3 separate regions of the Gossypium raimondii genome follow, and regions 1 and 2 are each linked to region 3. The links are chromatin contacts, called in public Hi-C maps. All regions are on one chromosome and are shown on one strand. Each heading gives the region's core, a stretch centred on a gene start, on an enhancer-like site or on the middle of the called end of the contact. The rest is flanking DNA. Distances are from core to core; before and after follow the strand shown. Region 1 holds the start of LOC105804015 (probable N-acetyltransferase HLS1). Region 2 holds the start of LOC105804016 (BTB/POZ domain-containing protein NPY4). Region 3 holds the start of LOC105804014 (casein kinase II subunit alpha).

Evidence for each region. A called contact is a pair of places that touch in the nucleus more often than the background predicts.
Region 1: a Hi-C map of leaf shows a contact between it and region 3, with 2.6 times the contacts expected there. The contact joins the promoter of LOC105804015 here to the promoter of LOC105804014 in region 3. A contact is called at or near these places in 2 of 2 Hi-C or Micro-C datasets (both in leaf).
Region 2: a Hi-C map of leaf shows a contact between it and region 3, with 1.8 times the contacts expected there. The contact joins the promoter of LOC105804016 here to the promoter of LOC105804014 in region 3. A contact is called at or near these places in 2 of 2 Hi-C or Micro-C datasets (both in leaf).

The regions. Positions count from the first base shown.
Region 1 is chr11:37,198,038-37,200,737 of ASM2569854v1, forward strand. LOC105804015 (probable N-acetyltransferase HLS1) reads right to left here and starts at 1,443. Exons shown (of 3, transcript XM_012636491.2): 1 at 1,115-1,443; 2 at 796-971; 3 at 1-699. The coding sequence starts at 1,294.
Region 2 is chr11:37,156,052-37,158,751 of ASM2569854v1, forward strand. It overlaps LOC105804016 (BTB/POZ domain-containing protein NPY4), which reads left to right and starts at 1,405. Exons shown (of 5, transcript XM_052623136.1): 1 at 1,405-2,011; 2 at 2,538-2,700.
Region 3 is chr11:37,352,293-37,354,992 of ASM2569854v1, forward strand. It overlaps LOC105804014 (casein kinase II subunit alpha), which reads right to left and starts at 1,415. Exons shown (of 10, transcript XM_012636490.2): 1 at 1,023-1,415; 2 at 644-773; 3 at 378-572. The coding sequence starts at 1,396.

The DNA of each region.
Region 1 (2,700 bases), core at 193-2,692, 150 kb before region 3:
GCCACCTCAGTCGCCACCACACTGCACCCTCCTTGTTTAGCCAAGTTATGCGCGTGTGCACACAATGCATTCACAAACTTGGCCGCGCGTGGACCTTCCCCTCCCAATCCGTACAAAAAGTGCAAACCGAACGGCCTAAACACTTCCGGGATCGAGGGTAATCTAAAAAACGGCAATAACTTGTCCACGATCCTTGTCGTTTTAGCCAACGCCTTCGTCATCCTCGACGCCCCTCGAACTTCCAGCCTAAACACGTCCTTGCTATTCCAAACACTCAAAACAGCCCACGACTCTGGCGGGTCTGATAAAAACTTATCCGACCCGGGCCAAGATTTTTGCGTGTAACATCCTCCACGTGGCACGGCCAAAAAGGTTCCAATGTTAAGTCTATTATTAAGAACCGAGTCAATGTCGCGAGGGAAGAACTCGGTGGTGGAGAACCGGCGGCGGTATAGCAACTCAGCGTCGGACTGCGGAAGCTTGATTAGAGTGACCCGATTGGAAACGGGGAGTTGATGTGCGAAAACGGGGTTAACCAAAATAGAAGGAGTACGGAACTTGGAGTAACCGCATTTATCAGTGAAGAGCTTAACAGAAGGTTTGTTGTCGTTTTCCGTTGCTAAGTAGGAATATTCAGCGCCGTTTAGGACAAACCAATCTTCCATTCCACGGACCAGCTTTAACCCAATTCCCATTCTCCTGTGGATAAAAAACCCAACAAAGAAATCAAAATAATTCATTTACTAATGTATTAACGTACTAAAAATGATCTGTTGGGGCATTTATAGTAAATACCGGTGGGAAGGGGAGACCCGAAGGCCTAAAATGTAAGCGAGTTTGGTGTATACAGGGAAGGGTTTAGTGGGATGATTGCTTTTGCCATTGCGATAAAGCTTTTTGCCGCATGTAACGGTTTTAATGCAACCTCGAATCATCCCAACTATTTCTTTTGTGGAGCTTAACTCAGCCACCTGCTTGTTTACAAAGATGCAGAAAATAGTAATGTTAAAGGCTGTATTTATTATACGTAGATAAATAGTGGAATTTAGTAATGGAGATTAAATTTTTTTTTAAAAAAAGGGACAAAAGTGAGGAGGGATATCATATACAGTACCAGCATGAGAAAAGCAGGGGAATGGCGGACCCGGCAAATAGGGTCGCCTAAGAGGTCTGTAAAGAGAGAGAGTTTGCCGCTGGGACCAACCTCGCATCTTTTTTCAACTTCTTCTACACTTGTTAAATCCTTGCTCGGATCAAACTCTCTTATTACTAAAACACACTTGTCATCTCCCATGATTTTTCCTTTTTAACTCTCAATTGCACAAGTAAAGAACAACGGACACCACTTCTGCAAGACACCACGAATGAAGAAAAAGCTTAGGAAGTCTGTGGAAACCAGAGGTTGTTGTATGTTAGGTTTGCTTTTGAGGAAGAGGAGATACTGAGAAGAAGTTCATCGACGGAGAAACAATCGGGTTGAAGCTGCCTCTTAAATACTAATGAATTGGGGAATATTTTTATTTTATAAAAAAACAAAAGCCTTTTTATTTACACCCCCCCCCCCCCCGTCTCTCTAGAATAGAATCTCAAACACTTTCCTTTTTGTTTTTAATAATTCAGTGCTTTGAAGTCCCTTTCTCTTCTTCTGTCTTCTCTTTTGTCTGTCCATGTATCTTCCCTTTCTCCCACTTTTAAGACTAGTGACAAATGTTGTCATAAATAAAATTTAAATGGGAGCAGTAAATAAAAGAATATTATTAATCATCACAAAAAAGGGAGGAAGTGGAAATGGCGGCTATGGCTGCGGGGTCTGCTCAGTGTTTTCTTTTTGATTAATTTCTCTTCCACTTGGTAAAAATATTTTCTCAGTTTCTTCAAATCATCCTTATCAAAATAATTTAATCCTCGTAATATTTTCATCATTTTAATTATTGATATAATAACAAAGCGTAAACTCCACCATATCCCACTAAATCTTAATTAATTTTTAATTTGTATCATCGAATTTTCGAAACTTACAAAAATATTACTAACATTATTGCATTATTATAAAATATCATTAATATTATCAAGTTATATCACTTTAACTGTGTTTAAAAAATATATTTTTATATTCACCAAAAATATATTTTTTATTTCTTTTCTTTTTTTCCTTATTTTATTTTCTCTCTTTTCTTTTTCTTCTTCTTCTTCTTCTTCTTCCTTTCTTTCCATCTTATCTCCCTTTCCAGTAAACCCTATCCGCCACCGATTCCACCATCGCCACTGGCTTCCTCGGACATCGAACCCACCGGTGGATCTCCCAAGACTATCCCTTGATTTCGATAAGCCTAGCCCCAACCCTTAATCCTATCAAAGTTTGAAGTTTTTTTCTTTTTCAACATTTAAGCTTGAAAATGAAGAGAATATGATTGACTTCAGCATATGAAGACAACCCCGAGGAAGAAGGAGTATAACTAATGCGTGGAGTTCTATGTGCTTTATTATTATTATTGCAAAGTTTCTAATTTGTTTTTTGTTACGGTAGGGAAAGAAAACATGGAAGCATTATGCAACCCATATTTAAGGTTCTTTTTGGTTACTACATGTTAGCCTTTTCTTCTCTATTTGTTTCCATTTTTCGTCTCTTTGCTCTCTCTTTCACTCTAGATGAAGCATGACGTTTCTTTGAAGAAAAAAGTTCATTCAAAATGTTTTTGT
Region 2 (2,700 bases), core at 155-2,654, 200 kb before region 3:
CATTTTCTAGTACTTTCTTCTTGTATGATTTCTTAAATCTCTATAGGAATGATTAAATATGGGCAATAGGAGAGGATTATTTTTACCAGTGCATCTGCTATATATATAATTATTGTTTAAGAAAAAATACATCAAATTTTATTTTTGAAGTTAATATCTGGCTTCTTATTTTTTTATTATTAAATCTTATTAAGTAAAAACGTTAAAGAAGTGTTTCGGTAAGAAACAATTTCTTACGATTTTGTAGTCTTTTTTGGTGAACAAAGCCACGTGAAACCCTGAGAGGGGACCAGGCCCATTCCACAATATCACAATAAAAAATAAATGTAGCTGCTGCTATAATATTCGGTAAAAAAACTCTCCAATGGTTGTCTATTTCGAAATCAACCAAATTAATCTCTCTAAAAAATTTATATAGTTAATTTTGAAAATGACAATGAAGAATAATTAATTAAATGGTTATTTCCTTTCGTCAATTATGTATACTTTTCGTCAATTTATTTCGCAATATTTACATATTTTAATAATTTAGTCTTGATTTTAAAATATATAATAGATTTAGCCTTAACATTTACATATTTATAAAAATATTATAGACTAAAATCATGACCGAATGATAAAATGTGTAAAATATGAGGGCTAACTTTGTTATGATACAAATCAAATTCATTTAAAATTGAGAAAAGCATAAACACCTTAATTAAGTGTCTTTAATTGTTCACTTTCAAAATTAACAACGATTACATTACTCTAATTTTTTGAGAGGTACCAATTTGTTCAATATTAAAATTAAAGGGACTAGAGAGGTCTTTACCATCATTATTTAACTTCTATTTTATTTTAATTTACTTCAAAATATTTTATTTTATACTACTTTTAAAAATGACGTTGAATGTCTATAATCTTATTTTTCCTTGTATCGTCTTAAAGTTACGTCATTTTCATGCTTAAATATTTTATGATTTTTATAGTAATATATATATACTAAAATCAATATATATTTATATTTTAAAGTTAGTGGGCTTTGGACAAAGGAACTAACTATAAAGAAAAAAAAAATGAGATGGATGGCATTATTATCAAAGTAAGAGATGGGGGGATGGAAGGGGTGTTATGCAATAGGGTTAAACAGGCGATGGTATTCATGGACACTAAAACCAAGTTAAGGTCAGAAGTTTGGATAGACAATTAAGTGTGGTAAATTTATTTTTATTTTACCTTATAATATTGATATAATTTTTTAATTTTATTATTATTGTTATTTTTACATTAATCGTGTGTGCCGTTTGTTTAAACTTACACTAAAAATGTAAGACAGTGAATCCAAGTACCAAAATACAAAAAAACCATTGAAATTCATCACTTTGGTGGAGGTGGGGGTCCCCCTTGTTTTTTCTTTAATCAAAGTTTCTGGCTTTGCAAAGGTTAATTATAAAGAAGTTCACATATTTTTTTGCAAAACCCGAAAAGGAAGAGTGGTGAAGCTTGGGTTTTTATTTAATAGATATTTAAATAGAGTGTTTGGGGTTTTTTTTTGGAGTGAAGCGTGGTGGCCTGGTGGGGGTTGAAATCAGAATATATGTGGGATAAGAGGGTAAGGATTTTTGTAGTGGTGGCGGTGGGGAGTGGTGGTGCTGATTCAAAGGAGATGAGAGGGAACATTCTGAGATTTGGCTTTTTGTGGGAAAATGTTAAATAGAAGGGATAGAGGGAAGTGATGGGTGTCAAAAGATGAGGACCAGCTCCTCTTTTTGATGTGATTTTTGGTCGGGTAGTTTTTATGCTATGTGGGGTTTGGTTTTCTTGTTTTTTCGTTTTGGTGTTTATTTGGTGTTGTGGCTAAAAGGGTAATAGCGGTTGCTTCATGCACTGCAGTGGACAGTTAACATCCTGCTTACTCTTTGAGTGTTAATGATATATTGATGTTGGATTCTTGGTACTTGGAAGGGCAATAATAGTAAAGGGAGCTGCTTTGGGACATATAAGGCTCTTTTCTAGTGACCCCTCCAAGGTATGCTTAGATTCTAATGCTCCACATCTTCTCCTCTTCTTCTGTATGGTTTTTTTGAGGTGGCCTATTGTTGAATCAACCACTTTGTTTTCTTTCAGTTTGAGGTTTATTTTTAGTCCTTTTTTCTTTTGGTTTTCTTCTTCTTTTTCTTTACCTCAGAGGAATTAATTTCACAAGTGAAGATATGATCTTGTTGATCATCCCACTTTTTGTGTTTTCGAGTCTTTATAAAGTTCCCTCATTGTTTTGCTTTTAAAACAACCAAGGGGAGATGTTCTTTGTGGTTCAGTTGTTAGTGCTTTATTTTGATGAAAGTATAAACTATTTCCTGAATTTTGATTTGTGATCAATTTACCCGTTTCAGCTCTCCACTTTTAGAGCAATATTCTTGGACTTGATTATTTGAGTAAATTTTTATTTATTTTTTATTCTTTTCCCTTTTAGAAACCTCCAAAAAATGATGCTCCATGTCCACTAAGTTGTTTTCTTCAACTCATACCGAGAAATGATGTCTCTTTCCTTGCAGGTTTTCTACCTTAAGCATAGGAGTAAAAGGTTAGAGTTTCCTTAATACAAGAGTTGTAAAGGAATGTGCATCCTGGGTTTTGGGGTATAGAGATTTTTTTTTTTCATTTTGTGGACCAGAAAAAAAGTTCATGGCAGTGTAGTGTGAGAGAGAGAGAGAGAGA
Region 3 (2,700 bases), core at 165-2,664:
GTATAAACTTGCAGATATATACTGATATACGACAATCGCCTCAAGTTTAGGTAGCATCTACAAGGCCTATACCCACCATCTCAATACAACAATACCTTCCTGATTTATGAGAACAACATTGACATAGGATAAATGACTACATTTAATCTAATTTTGAAGTTTAATCAACAGAAATATACTTCTAGTTCTTTGACTAGAGGCTAGGTACCAAAACCAAAGGAAATCATCTCTCATCCCCCATCATGAACTAGTTGAACATAATGTATAATTGCAGCGAGGGCTCCTTATGCCTACAAATATGCATCTCATTTCAACTTCAAATTCAATGTCAGTAGTATCTCTGAATAAACAAAGCAACTAGCAAATCATGTACTTGCCTTCAGAAGTTCATAGATATAATATCGAATATCATAATCAGACAGCGTCGGATAAAGCACTTTAAAATCCGTATTATTCACATATTCAAATATAAGACTTGGAGTCTTCGACTGCTGATCCCTAACTATATCCAGCAACTTCACAATATTCGGCCCTCCACAAAGATTCTGCAGTATTTTAATCTCCCTCTTAATCTGCATTCCAAACAGTCATTCTTAATTAAACCAACTTACATTAAACACAATTAAATTTAAGTAATACAAACCTTCTTCTTCTTGACCGGTTTGAGAATCTTGATAACACATTTCTCGTTATCCGTAATATGAACCCCCTCGAAAACCTCACTGTATTTCCCTCGCCCGACTTTCCTCACCACCTCGTAATCATCTTGTTCGCTGCCAAAACCATACTCAAATCAATCAATTAAACAAATCATTACGATGTTTCCAATAACCAGTTAAGTTCAATCTAACATTCCAGCCAATATAAAATAAAAACCCTAAGATTCAAATTTCCAATAACCAAACTGCATTAAATATAAAAGTTTCAAACTATTAAAATAAAACAAATTACAGGTAGCAATACGTATATGGAAAATAGAGGGTTCGTAGGTAGAAGGGAGAATAGGAAGGAAAATAAAATACCCCCATTGAACAGTGAGGAGCTCGTAGTCCCAATATTCTTTAGGACGAATAACGTTGACATCGGCGTAAACCCTAGATTTAGATGGGGCGCCAGGGCGCCTGTTGGATTTTCCGATCTTTTGAGCCAGGGTTTCGGCTTCTTTTAGCTCCTTTAAACAAAGGCCTTTTTTGTGTTGCTGTTGTTGTTGAGAGAAGGGAAAGTATGAGGTTTTGGAGACGATTCCACGGAGAAGATAGGGAGAGGGAAGAGAGAGAGCGGAAGTTAAGGAGGAGAGGAGGGAGAGGCTAAGACGGTGGTGGCGGTGGTGGTGGTGCTGGTGATGATAATGGTGGTCAAGAGAGATTATTATGAAATTCAAGGACCTTATGGCCATTTACAGCTTGGCTTCTCACGAAAAAGAAGGGCAGGTTTTTCTTTTCTTACTAAACGACAACGTTTTCTAACTTAATTGTTTAAAAAAAACAACATGCACAACAATAGCAAACGCGCCGTTTAGTCAATTGCTATCCCTATGCTTATGGTTCTGAAAGTCCGGACTAACACAATTCGGATGAACCATCGGATAATACCCAACCCATTAATCTTTCATAATCAATTAATTATTTTATTAGATTTACATGCTCTTTATTAGGTTTGTTTATATGAAAATGTTCTTCTTTTATTATTTATTATTTATTACAATATTTGTATACAAAATTATTTTTGAGAATACAACTTTAAGAATTTCTCAACATCTAAAAGTGTTATGTTTAGTGAGACTATTTACATTGCTAAGTTTTTTTACTGTGAATTGGAATCATGATAATTATTTTGAAATGATTACACTATCTAGACATACATTGATATCGAGTTTTGAATAATAGTTTAAAAATTCTAATAAAACTTTAATTTAAAATACATATAAATAACCTATCAAACTTGTTAGTTTTTCATAGAAAATAAAAAATATCATCTTCTACAGTCTACCATATCCTACATTAATAAGTATATCAAACTTTTAATTTCCTAACATATCATAATGGTGGTTCACTTATTGAGATCTAAACAATGACATGTTGTCAAGAATGCAGTAACATTAGAGTATTCTTTTGTAGCTCGACTTTACGGTAATATGGGTTTAGATTACCTAATGAAAAAATAATTCCTCTGTTAATGGAACGAGGCAAAATTGGAGAGTATGTGCGAGAGTTCAGGGAACTTGTAACAGCCCGTTTTTAGTAAAATTGGAACAATGGTTTCGGGACCACAAATCTGAGTCCGAAAAGAATTTTTTTTAATATTATTTTATGGTTTGAATTATAATAAGAAAATCGTATGAAAATTTTGTTAAGAAAATTTTACCGATTACATGTTTAATTGATAAAAGGACCAAATTGCATGAAATGCAAAAGTTGGTTTCTAGTAGCTATAAGTATCAAATAGCTATGAAATTCAAAGTTTGAGGTCCTTATATAGCAAATAGACCATTAAGAGAAATTAGTAGATAAGGATGATGATTCATCCATGGAAATTTAATTAAAGAAAAGGATGAAATTGGAAATAAAAGATATTAAAAGATGATAAATGATTAAATAAAGAAAATATCATCATTTATCATCGTCTTTCCCAAAATTTTTTATGGAAACCCTTGGTAAGAGAAAAGAGCTCAAGCAAGCTTTCTTGGCTTAATTAGGTATG